3 separate regions of the Zea mays genome follow, and regions 1 and 3 are each linked to region 2. Evidence: chromatin contacts called from public Hi-C data. All regions are on one chromosome and are shown on one strand. The core of a region is the stretch at or near the end of the contact, and the rest is flanking DNA. Distances in the headings are between cores, read along the strand shown.

Region 1 (3,365 bases), core at 231-2,730, 100 kb before region 2:
ACACCGGGTGCGAGCCGTAGAGGTCGGTGTTGAGGTTGATGGCGGAAATGTCCGTGGTGTAGATGGTGTAGGGGTCGTTGGGCCGCAGCCGGATGCCCCCCGGCTGCGTGTTCTCGCCGAGCCCGTACAGGGCGGCGTTCTTGGGCAGCGCCGTGGACACCTCCAGGTACTGGTCCTTGAACACCAGCGCGCCGGCGCTGGTGTTGAACAGCGGCTGCCGAGTGGACCGGCGGTGCACCGCGAACCAGAACGGGTCGCGCCCATAGGTGAACACCAGCTCCTCGCCGGGGTACTCGGCGCCCGTGAAGGGGGCGCCCGTGACCTTGCCGCCGGTCACGGGTGGGGCTGGCTCCCTTGGGAGCAGGTTGTAGGGGACCTCCCACCTCTGCTTATCTGCATCTGTAATCTGCACGCGCACCCTCTCCCTGGTCTCGTGCCTGCATAGCGTCTCACCATTAGAAGATGACCTCGGATAATTTTTTTTAAGCCATCGCAAAGTTCAGGCATACTCTGAGCTCGTGATTGGAAGTCTTTAGAATACTTGAGAAATCATGGTTTGGGCCTTTGGGGTCTATGCAGGTGAACATTCAGTGTAGAAGCAGTAAAATATCGAGGTCATGGTCATGCTCTCATGCCTGGGACCGCATGCAGATGAACTAATTGTCAACCATTAAAACATGACCTTAGGGGGAAGAATAGAACACTATTGGTTGCAGTCCAATCCCAAAATGTTCTGAATAATTCCTTTTGCTCTACATCTACTAGCCGTAAATCTAGATTTGTTTGTCATGAAGAATTTAAACAATCGATTCTTGCAGCAACCAACATTCTCCTCGAAAGTACTACAGGGATGCGTTCAAGTTCAACACTTCAGACGACATCAATGAATATAGAACAACCGCGGGAAAAAAAACGAAGAACAGGAGCGCTACTGATTTGCTGATTGGCGAGGAGAAGCGAGTTCTTACTTGACAAAGAGCCTGAGGCGAGGGATGTCAGGACCATAAGTGGAGGTGCGCTGCTTCACCTGCAGGTAACCCACAAGGCCTCCCCCGTTGGGCAGCTGAACAAGGGAGACCAGCTTGTACCCGCACCCAGCCTTCGGCTTTGCTGTGGCGACCGCGCCATTGCTGCTTGCCAATGTGAGAAATAGAAGACACCACAGTAGGTAGGAGAGGATGGCCGAACGAGAAAAAGACAGCATTTCGTTTTGCCCCGTTGTTTTTTTTTTCTTTTTCTTCACTGGTTTTTGCTCCCTCGCTCACGAGCTACTCTATGGCCACTGCCCTGCAGCGTGAACTGTGAACTGTATATGAAATGCAAGACAGTGACGAGGTCACGAGGAGATGCCTAGATAGAAGGTGAGAGAGAGAGAGAGAGAGGTACTGCTGTGGTATTGAATACTACGAATTAATGGCGGGGAGTGAGCAGTGGCAGCTGAGCAGCTACGCCCTCTGAATGCATTGAGTGGCATGTCCAGGGGATACCGATGAGGCGATGATCTCCGAACCTTTTCCTCCTTTATAGGCTCCCTGCCCACTCCTTACATCAATCACTGATAAGTGGACCCAGCTGGTTTGCAGAGCATGGAATGTCAGCTTTTCTTTTGCTCAAGCCAGTCTCCAACGACCAACAAGGTCCATTAAAAGGCCAAACCCTGAAATTTAAGGACGAAGTCATGCCCAACATCAATATTTAAAGGTACTCTAAATATAAATAACGCTACTGGATATATTATGGAGTGTTTGAATACACTAAACTAATAGTTAGTTGACTAAAAATTGGTTGTGAAATTAAGTAGCTAACAAATAGTTATCTAACTATTAACTAATTAAAAAAATAGATAATAGCTAAACTATTAGCTAGAGTATTTAGATGTACCAACTAATTTTAGCCACTAATTATTAGTTCTAGTGCATTCAAACACCCTATATATAGAGTTTCTCTTTTCTCTCAAGGATCCATTATAATAATTTAAACAACGGATTTAACAAAACTAAAATTGTACAATATATTTTAGAGTATGACAATACGTAGGTGCAAAAATTAAAAGTGAAATATGTCTCTAATATATTTATGTACAGAGGAGGATATAAGACCTTGCTATAGATAAAGGAGGTATAGAGAATAAAATATTTTAGAGGACACTACAAAAAGATGGATATATATGATGAATATAGAGTACGTTGCTAGAAACAACATTAGGGGTAGCGATGAAAACGGATGGGAAAATTCCGTTTCATTCGACATTCTATTCCGTTTTGAAATGGATTGTTATGTATTAGGGGGGACAGGATGGTATAATGCGGGAACGAGAACAAAAACGGTTCAATAGTTTTCTATCTATATTTTCTGAAATCCCAATTTTACCGGGATGTTCCCGCATTTAGTGTTTTACGTGGGTTGGCTATATGGTAGGCTAGCTTGATCGGTTGTTTTTAGTTGATCAAATTTTACTTGTACTTGGCGCGCCAACTGTCATGGTTTCAGAAATTGGGGACACAGTAGAATTTGTGTTTGGTGGGGCAGGCTAGCGTCGACTCACTCCGAATGGTGAATCAAGTGACTCGAGAGGGCTTATACTGGTTCAGGCTCGCGCCCTACGTCCAGTGTACTGTTGATCATTGTATTGCTCTGGAAAACTTGTTACAAAGAGTGCAAGTGTCAGAATGAGAGTGGAGAACTCTGGCGGAATGCTTTTAGCTCTCCTCTACATGCTTGTTCGGGCGTCCCTCTTTTATAGTTCGAGAGGGAGATCTTGAAAGTCGCCTAGAGGGGGGTGGATAGGCGGAAACTGAAATTTACAAACTTAAAGCACAACTGCAAGCCGGGGTTAGCGTTAGAAATAATTCCGAGTCCGAAAGAGAGGGGAAAAATAAATCAAGAGAAAATGAAGTGGATGACACAGTGATTTGTTTTACCGAGGTTCGGTTCTTGAGAACCTAGTCCCCGTTGAGGTGGTCACAAAGACCGGGTCTCTTTCAACCCTTTCCCTCTCTCAAACGGTCACCTAGACCGAGTGAGCTTTCTCCTTAATCAAACGGGTCACTTAGACCCTACAAGGACCACCACACAATTGGTGTCTCTTGCTTTGATTACAAGTGCTTGAAGAACAAGAATGAGGAAGAAGAAAGCGATCCAAGAATGTCACACCCGGGTTTTAGGGATCCAAAGCCCGGGCGCGAACATAACACCATGTGTACTGGGACCAAGTCTCACACATATGATGCATAGTGGCACAGGATCGAATGTCACATCTTTACTATATAACAGGAGTTCTATACAGAATAATTAAATAATTACATCATATGAGGAAAACGATCCAGCAACCCAAAGTTGACTGGGAGACGACGGCCTAGATCTCT
Region 2 (3,603 bases), core at 888-3,387:
AACATGGAAGACATTCATAGCAGTAAGCCAGAGCGTGGCCTTGACTTGCCATCTCTTAAAGTGCATACCATTGAACTTTTCTAGCTTCAGCGCGTCGGCAAAAGCAGTTATAGAAAAACTAGAAAATTTTCTACAATAAGGTTTTTGGATCGTTGAGTAATTAGACAAATTCCATATTAAATTTCGAATATAAATCATGACCAAATCAGAAGAATTGAAGTAAAAAGTCAAATCAGATGATGCGTACTGATCAGACATACTGGTTGATGGCGTGGGCCGGAATCAGCAGGGTCGACGAGGTCAGAAGATCACGAGCAGTCGCGTGCGGACGCTTCCCAAAAACCTTATTCACCCTCTCCCAGTGCAGGATCTCGAGGGCGAAGGGTTCCGGAGACCTGCTCTCCTGATCGCAGATACATGTCTGCGGTCGAGATGAAGAGAACTGAAGGCGGCTCAGCTGTGAAGAGAGGCGAAAACGAAAACTGGGATGATTTGGATGCTGGCTGCCAGGCGCCTTTTATAGGGCCGAGTCCGTGACCAGATAGCTACCTTCGATCTTACGTGCCCGCGAAAATCTCGCGTTTAGTTTAGATTTTATAGCGATCGGTTAGGATTCTAAACTTAACAGCCAAGTAACCAAAAATTCAAATGGCAAAAGAAAGCCACGCCCCTGTAAGGCGAGGGGCCGGATTTGGCGAACCATTCACGCGCATGTTAACTAGCTCTACTCCACTAGAACTAGCAATATGGTGCTATTGGTTCCACCATTCCCTAGCCATACACTTATATGGGCTTTTAAGATTTTTCTGGGATTTATTTGAATTTCTCAATTGAGCCTAGCCCATAAATCCTAATTGTCCTATTTTAAAGCAAATATACAAACAACATCAAGGAAAAAATAATCAAACTTGACTACTGTAACCAAAGCTAAAGCACCCCCTAAGTCTAAATATTAGCTCTAGTAATTAATTACTGCATTGATCTTACAGATACAGGTATATATAGAACTATTCAAGGCGTGTTACAAAACGTTTCGGTGACCTCATCCACCTACCTGGCTAAGTGTAACTCCAACAATATTATCTATTTATAGAGACCCATTTCACCATTTACCTACCCAACCAAAAAAACGCAATGCTTCTTCTATTTATCTGTCATTATCTCCAGCAACATTATTACCCATCCCAACACTCACATCGATAACATATCATATTTTTTGTTTCCTCTTCTCATCCTACCAACTTAGATCCGCTTTTTCTCTCTTCTTTTACTCAAACCACACGTAATAGGTCCCCGAGAGAGAAAACCCATATATATTTAGGTTTCCTTCCCCTTGCATCTCAAATGGGTATCTCCTTTAATTTGTGTCACTCTAGCTGGAGAGGTGTAAATATCGGCAGCGATCGGTGAGTATCTATTTTAAGTTTCGGTATCTATTTAGAGGTGCCCCATTAGAGTTAGCCGAGCTGACCTCCTTGACGTCGGTTTCCATGTAGTGATGCACAAATGCCTATCGATAGTAGAATTAACGAATTCCTACTCTCATTTTGACTACTTTATTTGTCATTTGATTCATTCAGGCACTGTGATTATAGACGGTTTTCTGTTTCCTGCGTGCGCTCCCCGACTTTTTTTTTTTGATGATGCATCTTATCTTATCGGCGGCTATACGTGGCGGGGTGAGCTCGCAAATAATAGCACACGTACAGGTACAGAGTACAGACGATGCGTATGCAAATGAGATATATAGCACGAGCGGTCGCTTTCGGGGTCATCGTCATTCTATATACGGCTACACCGAACGCGTAGATCCATGCGGACGTGGTAAAACTGGTATAGGCGCGTCACCGCGGCATGGGCCCTCTCCTTCACGTTAGTAGACACGGGGCGACATGGGAGCGGCTTTGGCCGGCTGGGTTTGGTCTATTTCCCACGGGCCACGGCGCCCCTCTTCACATCGTCACATGCGATGCGAGAGCGAGAGCGAGACGAGAGGTTAACCCCTGTTGAAGGAGGAGGAGGGCCCGCCCGTATCTTTTGCTGTGGTGGATTGGGGGACCACTCACTGACAGCGCGTGCGGCCATCCGCCATAGCCGTGGCTGCGCATGCAGACGGAGCGACGGGACCGCCCTGCTGCTCTGCGACCGGACGCGCGAGCCGAGGACCGGCATTATCCTGTAGTACCTGTTGATGCCGTGCAGTGCAGTGCCGCCTGTACGGTGCAGAATCTGACGGAGTCGTGGCCATGACCCATGGCCCATGGGCGTGGTGCTGTGCTGCTTACTACACGCTACCTGTTGCTCGCCTGTACCACGCACGAGCCAAAAACGGATTCCGTTCGCTCGCAAAAGCATATATCTATCTATACGATCGATCCATGGGATAACTAAAGAAACACCTGTATGGGTCATGGGTGGCTGGGTGCACGAAAACGAACGCCTGTGCTGCGTGGCTGTCTTCCGTGCGTGCCATTCCCCAATCCCCATTTGCCCATGGCCGTGCCAGTGAAATCTCAGTAGCAGTGGAAGCAGGCCGATAGCGCAGTTGTCCTATTAGCCCACTAGCTCAGATGTTGGATCCAGCATCATCCAATAGGCCGATAGCGCTGAATGGCTAGGCCATCCAGGTCACAGCCCAACTGAGGGGAGGGCCGGCCGGGCCCATGGTAGCCGGGGACTATGTAGTAGTAGGATGCGCGGCGGGCCGTCGGAAGGCAACTTGCCCAGCCTCTTGTTTGGAAATGCCCTTACAGCACCCTGAAAAAAAAAAGAGAAGCGGGCAGCCAAGTCAAGTATCACAGCAGGTGAGCCGTGGCATGGGCGCATGGCATTCGCCCACCTGTACCGGTGGCACAATTGCTCATGCAGCAGGGGTATTTGCATCCAGTGGTCATAACGCACGCTAAGTATCATATTGGTTCATTAACTATAGTCAACACCTCGTAAACGGTAATTAAGCCGGATGGACTGGGTCGGTCGGGTAAGGGCATGTACAGTGGAGAGACACCAAAAGGGTTCTCCAAGCACAGGAGACAACTAAGAGACTCTATTGTACAATGGAGTGTCTATAAACGTAGTCTATTAATAAATACAGAATTAAATGTATTTGTATAGCATCAGATCGATAGAACAGACGACAAATTCGTACAGTGGGAAGTGAGGCGTCTGTTGTTACTTGGTTTACGAGCCAGAGGCGTCTCTTCACGGAGAGACGGCTCTAAGATTTTTTTGCAAATAACCCCCTAAAACACCTTAAGAGCCCCCACATTAAACATCACTGTACATGCCCTAAGAGGGGAAGGAGGCGAACATTGCGACTGCTCGTATTGTCCGGACTCATGCGTGCGGGCACGCTAGGCCGAGTTCAGCTCTGCGTAATAAAAGTGTCTAGGTAGCAGCCTCACGCGGCCGCGTCATGACCGAAGAGAGTGGATGGATGTTGACGTCGTATGCTTCACCGTCACGCTGCTGGTGCTGGAATAAAAGTGCCATTCATTCACCTAATTAAACGTCACTTCCTCAAAGAAAAAAAAAAGAAAGAATAGTAGTAAAGGAGCGACGGGGCAACTGAGACATGGCCTTAGTTAAATAGAATGCTGTTTG
Region 3 (3,547 bases), core at 962-3,461, 87 kb after region 2:
GACCCGAAAAGGAATAAGATGAGGTACCAAAGGACTTGAAGTTCACCGAATAAGCACATGTGCATTCCATGAGTTTTACTCATGGTAATTTCCACTAGATGTGGAATTACGGTATCCTCAAAGCCCTGATGACAGAAACCTATAAGGTTTAGGTGTTACTAGCAAAATATCCCCATTGTGCTAGAATGACAGACTATAACGATGTATCTGATCGATGAAAAATCCCTGATGGATTACGATCTTAGATGGACTTTTGTTACACCATCATAGATGTTGCAATGGATGAACGCCTCAAGCGATGTATCATATTTAGAATATGTACTATTGCAACTATATTATCCCCTAAGTCCTATTGAAGGACATGTTATTTGCTTTGCACAACTATGTATAAATTGTGGTGTAAGATAGAAAATGATAGCACCCCAACCTCATTCATTCTCGTTATTCCAGATGAACAATGAGACATATATCTTGAAGAATATGCTTGAGTTATGAAGGATAAAGACTTTGACAGATGTCATCGTCAGGGGGAGCGAATGCTTATATTGATCACAACCGTGAGACAATAAATGTCATATTCTATGCCCTGAAGGCGTGAGCTTGATGATCAATATGTGAACCTTTATAAAACTTTCTATCAAATATATAGATCTAGTCGATCGAACACCATCAGTCAAAGTGGCTTATTTATATTGATACGTGCACTTACCTCGTATATCCTAGAAGTGAGTAGAGGTAAAGTTCCTGAAATAGTCCTTGCAAGGATATGCAATCCGTTTGCTGAATCTTTATGTGCATATACTTCCAGAAGAATATGTTTTGCCTTATTGATACGATTTTGCAAGGATCAGGGGAGCACATTTCTAAAGTTAGCCCTTGTAGAAGATTCGATAGAATCTAGATCCCAAAGGATCGAAATCTGTCCCGATGACAGTTGTTGTACTCTTTTTTCCCTTGGTGAGTTTTCTTGAAGTTTCTCACATGAGGTTTTTAACGAGGCAACAAAATGCAAATGCAATTTGTATCACCATGCACTCTTTCTCCATATTTTTCCCACTGGGTTTTTCGGAGTTTTAACGAGGCATGTGTTGGTCGCGGTATTCGCCCAAGGGGGAGTGTTAAGTAACCCTAGTTAGGGTTATGTGGGCAAATACCTGCTTTGCCCCTGAGGGGTCTCACATCTCTATATAAGGAACATGTACACCCCTCATAATACATAGAATAGAAAGATGCCAGAGGCCCAACCCTACATCATGTGTCTTGTGTGCTCTCTGTCGTGCTTATGGGAAGGGAGACGGGTACTCTACAGCTTCTTACGCCTCTACTGCTGACGGGAGGGAAGGGAGCGGATCTGGTGATCCGTGGTGACGTAGTTCTCAACAGTCCCATCTCTCCGCATCAGCTCCCACTTCGGGTGTGCCGCGTCGGCCACTCCAACGTGTACCGCTCTACCGCCGTGTCGTCTTGTCAGTGTCCCCGTGCCCGCACCGCATGCAGACATGGCCTGCTACTGCTAGGCCGGAGTCTGCGACCTGACCGCGCGCCGCCGGCTGATGGAGGAGTGAGCTGACCTGACCCAAGCCCTGTCGTGACTCGACAAATTTTAAAGACTGTGCAACAAAGGTGACTCGACGGGCGCTAACGCACAAGTTTTTAAAAGCGAGGCATGCATGCACCAAATCTTTCAAGCCGTCACGACCCCCAACCGCGCCACTTCCCCCTGCCCAGCCTCTCACATCCGCGCTCGATCTCTCGGATAAAAGAAGAGAATCTATATAGTGCAAACTAACCCCTCCGTGTAAATATATATAGTGCAAACTTCTAATTTAAATCACATGATTCTGATAAGGGGGCGTGCGGGGGTGTGAGAGGGGAGATTTAAAAAAATGTGATTAGCAGTGGATAGTTACGTGTAAAATTATCAAGCCCCTGTAGCGATTAATATCATGTGACCTAAATTAGAAGTTTTATAATTGCACGGAGGAGTTGGTTTATACCAGATATGTTCAACACAAGGGTCGTGTGGAAAGCAACAACGGACGAGGCGACGTACGCGCGCGCGGCCGGCGCGCACCTCGCCGTCCCAGCCACCTGCCGTTGTGCATGCGCTCTCAATCTCTGATCTAGTCATCTGATCTGTGCGGGAGTGTGGCCGCCACCACCACGACCACCACCATAACTGCTCATCTATATATAAAACACCCCCACCACACCGTTCTCCCCCACTGTCCTGCCGCCGTCCGATCCTGTGGTTGCGCCGACTCTCTGGCCGCGCTAGTCCCCATTCCTTCATCCGACGAATCTACCCTCGATCGGATCCTCTGGCCGGCGGCATGGGCGACGACGACGACCACAATGAGGGGCTGAGGGCGGGGCCGACGGCGTCGTGGCGGCTCAACGTCAGCGACTTCCACATGCCGGAGCGGCCCAAGGAGCCGCCCTTCGTCGCCAGGGTCTTCCTCCGCAGCCACGGTACGTACGGGCACCTCCGTCCAACTCGATCCGAGATCCTGCAGAAGTGCAGATCAATCGTGTCTCTTGTTTTTTTTTCCTTTCCATTTGCTATACACATGCAACTCCGCTGCGGGTTTTGTGGTAACTGATACGACCTGATTGGCGGCGGAAACTGCTAAGAGTACTACTAGGCACGATTTTTTTTTTGCCTCTTTTTAGTGATCTTAGATTATATAGTTAACTCCAAGATAATACCACCCGAACGAAAAAGATCGCCATGGCAAACCAACCACGATGATATAACAGCAACAAACAAAAGCGGTGCTTAGTGGAGTCCCATGTGGACCCTATAATTGTATGGACCTTTTAATCATCTTTTTTTTTCGTCCTCTGCATGGCGCTGCTGCATGCTGCTTGCACACACTTATTGCAAAGTACCGAAGTGGCGATAGTTACATACTTCTAGTGTATTCAAATTGCTGTCACGAAGGCAATGGCCCGTATTGGTTTCCTCGAGCTAGCACATTTTCTGGTGAAAAAAAAACTAGCTAGCGTTTTGGTAGAAAACACGTGAATTACGAAGAACTTTGATGCTGTAATGAATGGCGTAACAGTGCACATCATACAGTAATTACAACTTAGAAAATACAGAACTGAAGTATAGAACAAAACATAGCTTCTAAAAAGAGAAAAATCAAGAAATACCAGTGCTATAATTAATGATCGAAACAAGTGCATATCATACTTTCATATTGAACTCGATCAGAAACTCATGAATTGCAGTACGTAGTATAGATCAAAACATAATTATCAAACAGACAAAAGCAAAAGAACATTGATGCTAATGAAATAATTGCAGATTGTACCATATCCGTGACTATCAGCTATAAAAAATAACCCCAACAAACATCGTTCTGCTACAGTATTAAGTGCAAGCAAAACCCTACAGTTTCAACTCACACTATATATCGTATGCATTGCAACATCGCGCGCGGCGCAGCAAATTGTAAGTATTAAATAGAAATGTAGTTGCAAAATAATAATAAAAAATAGTTCGATAGCAACCTCCATGCATGCATGTTTGCACGAATTC

The links. A called contact is a pair of places that touch in the nucleus more often than the background predicts.
Region 1: a contact with region 2 is called in a Hi-C map of ear, with 7 times the contacts expected there. The contact joins the promoter of LOC100501905 here to the enhancer-like site in region 2. A contact is called at or near these places in 4 of 25 Hi-C or Micro-C datasets (ear, leaf and tassel) and 1 of 3 datasets of contacts at active chromatin or transcription factors (leaf).
Region 3: a Hi-C map of leaf shows a contact between it and region 2, with 7 times the contacts expected there. The contact joins the promoter of LOC100284569 here to the enhancer-like site in region 2. A contact is called at or near these places in 5 of 25 Hi-C or Micro-C datasets (bundle sheath, ear, leaf and 1 more).

The regions. Positions count from the first base shown.
Region 1 is chr3:22,858,235-22,861,599 of Zm-B73-REFERENCE-NAM-5.0, forward strand. It overlaps LOC100501905 (Alpha-xylosidase 1), which reads right to left and starts at 1,481. Exons shown (of 3, transcript NM_001323546.1): 1 at 969-1,481; 2 at 1-437. The coding sequence starts at 1,204.
Region 2 is chr3:22,960,009-22,963,611 of Zm-B73-REFERENCE-NAM-5.0, forward strand. No RefSeq gene overlaps it. Among protein-coding and RNA genes, the nearest start is that of LOC100274910, 39 kb to the right of the region's middle. Within about 2 kb of position 2,138, at least 20 of the 20 cell types and tissues checked have an H3K27ac peak or open chromatin away from gene starts, as enhancers often do. A contact at or near this core is called in bundle sheath, ear, leaf and 1 more, where this site is marked.
Region 3 is chr3:23,047,211-23,050,757 of Zm-B73-REFERENCE-NAM-5.0, forward strand. LOC100284569 (metal tolerance protein C3) reads left to right here and starts at 2,212. Exons shown (of 6, transcript NM_001157464.1): 1 at 2,212-2,472. The coding sequence starts at 2,334.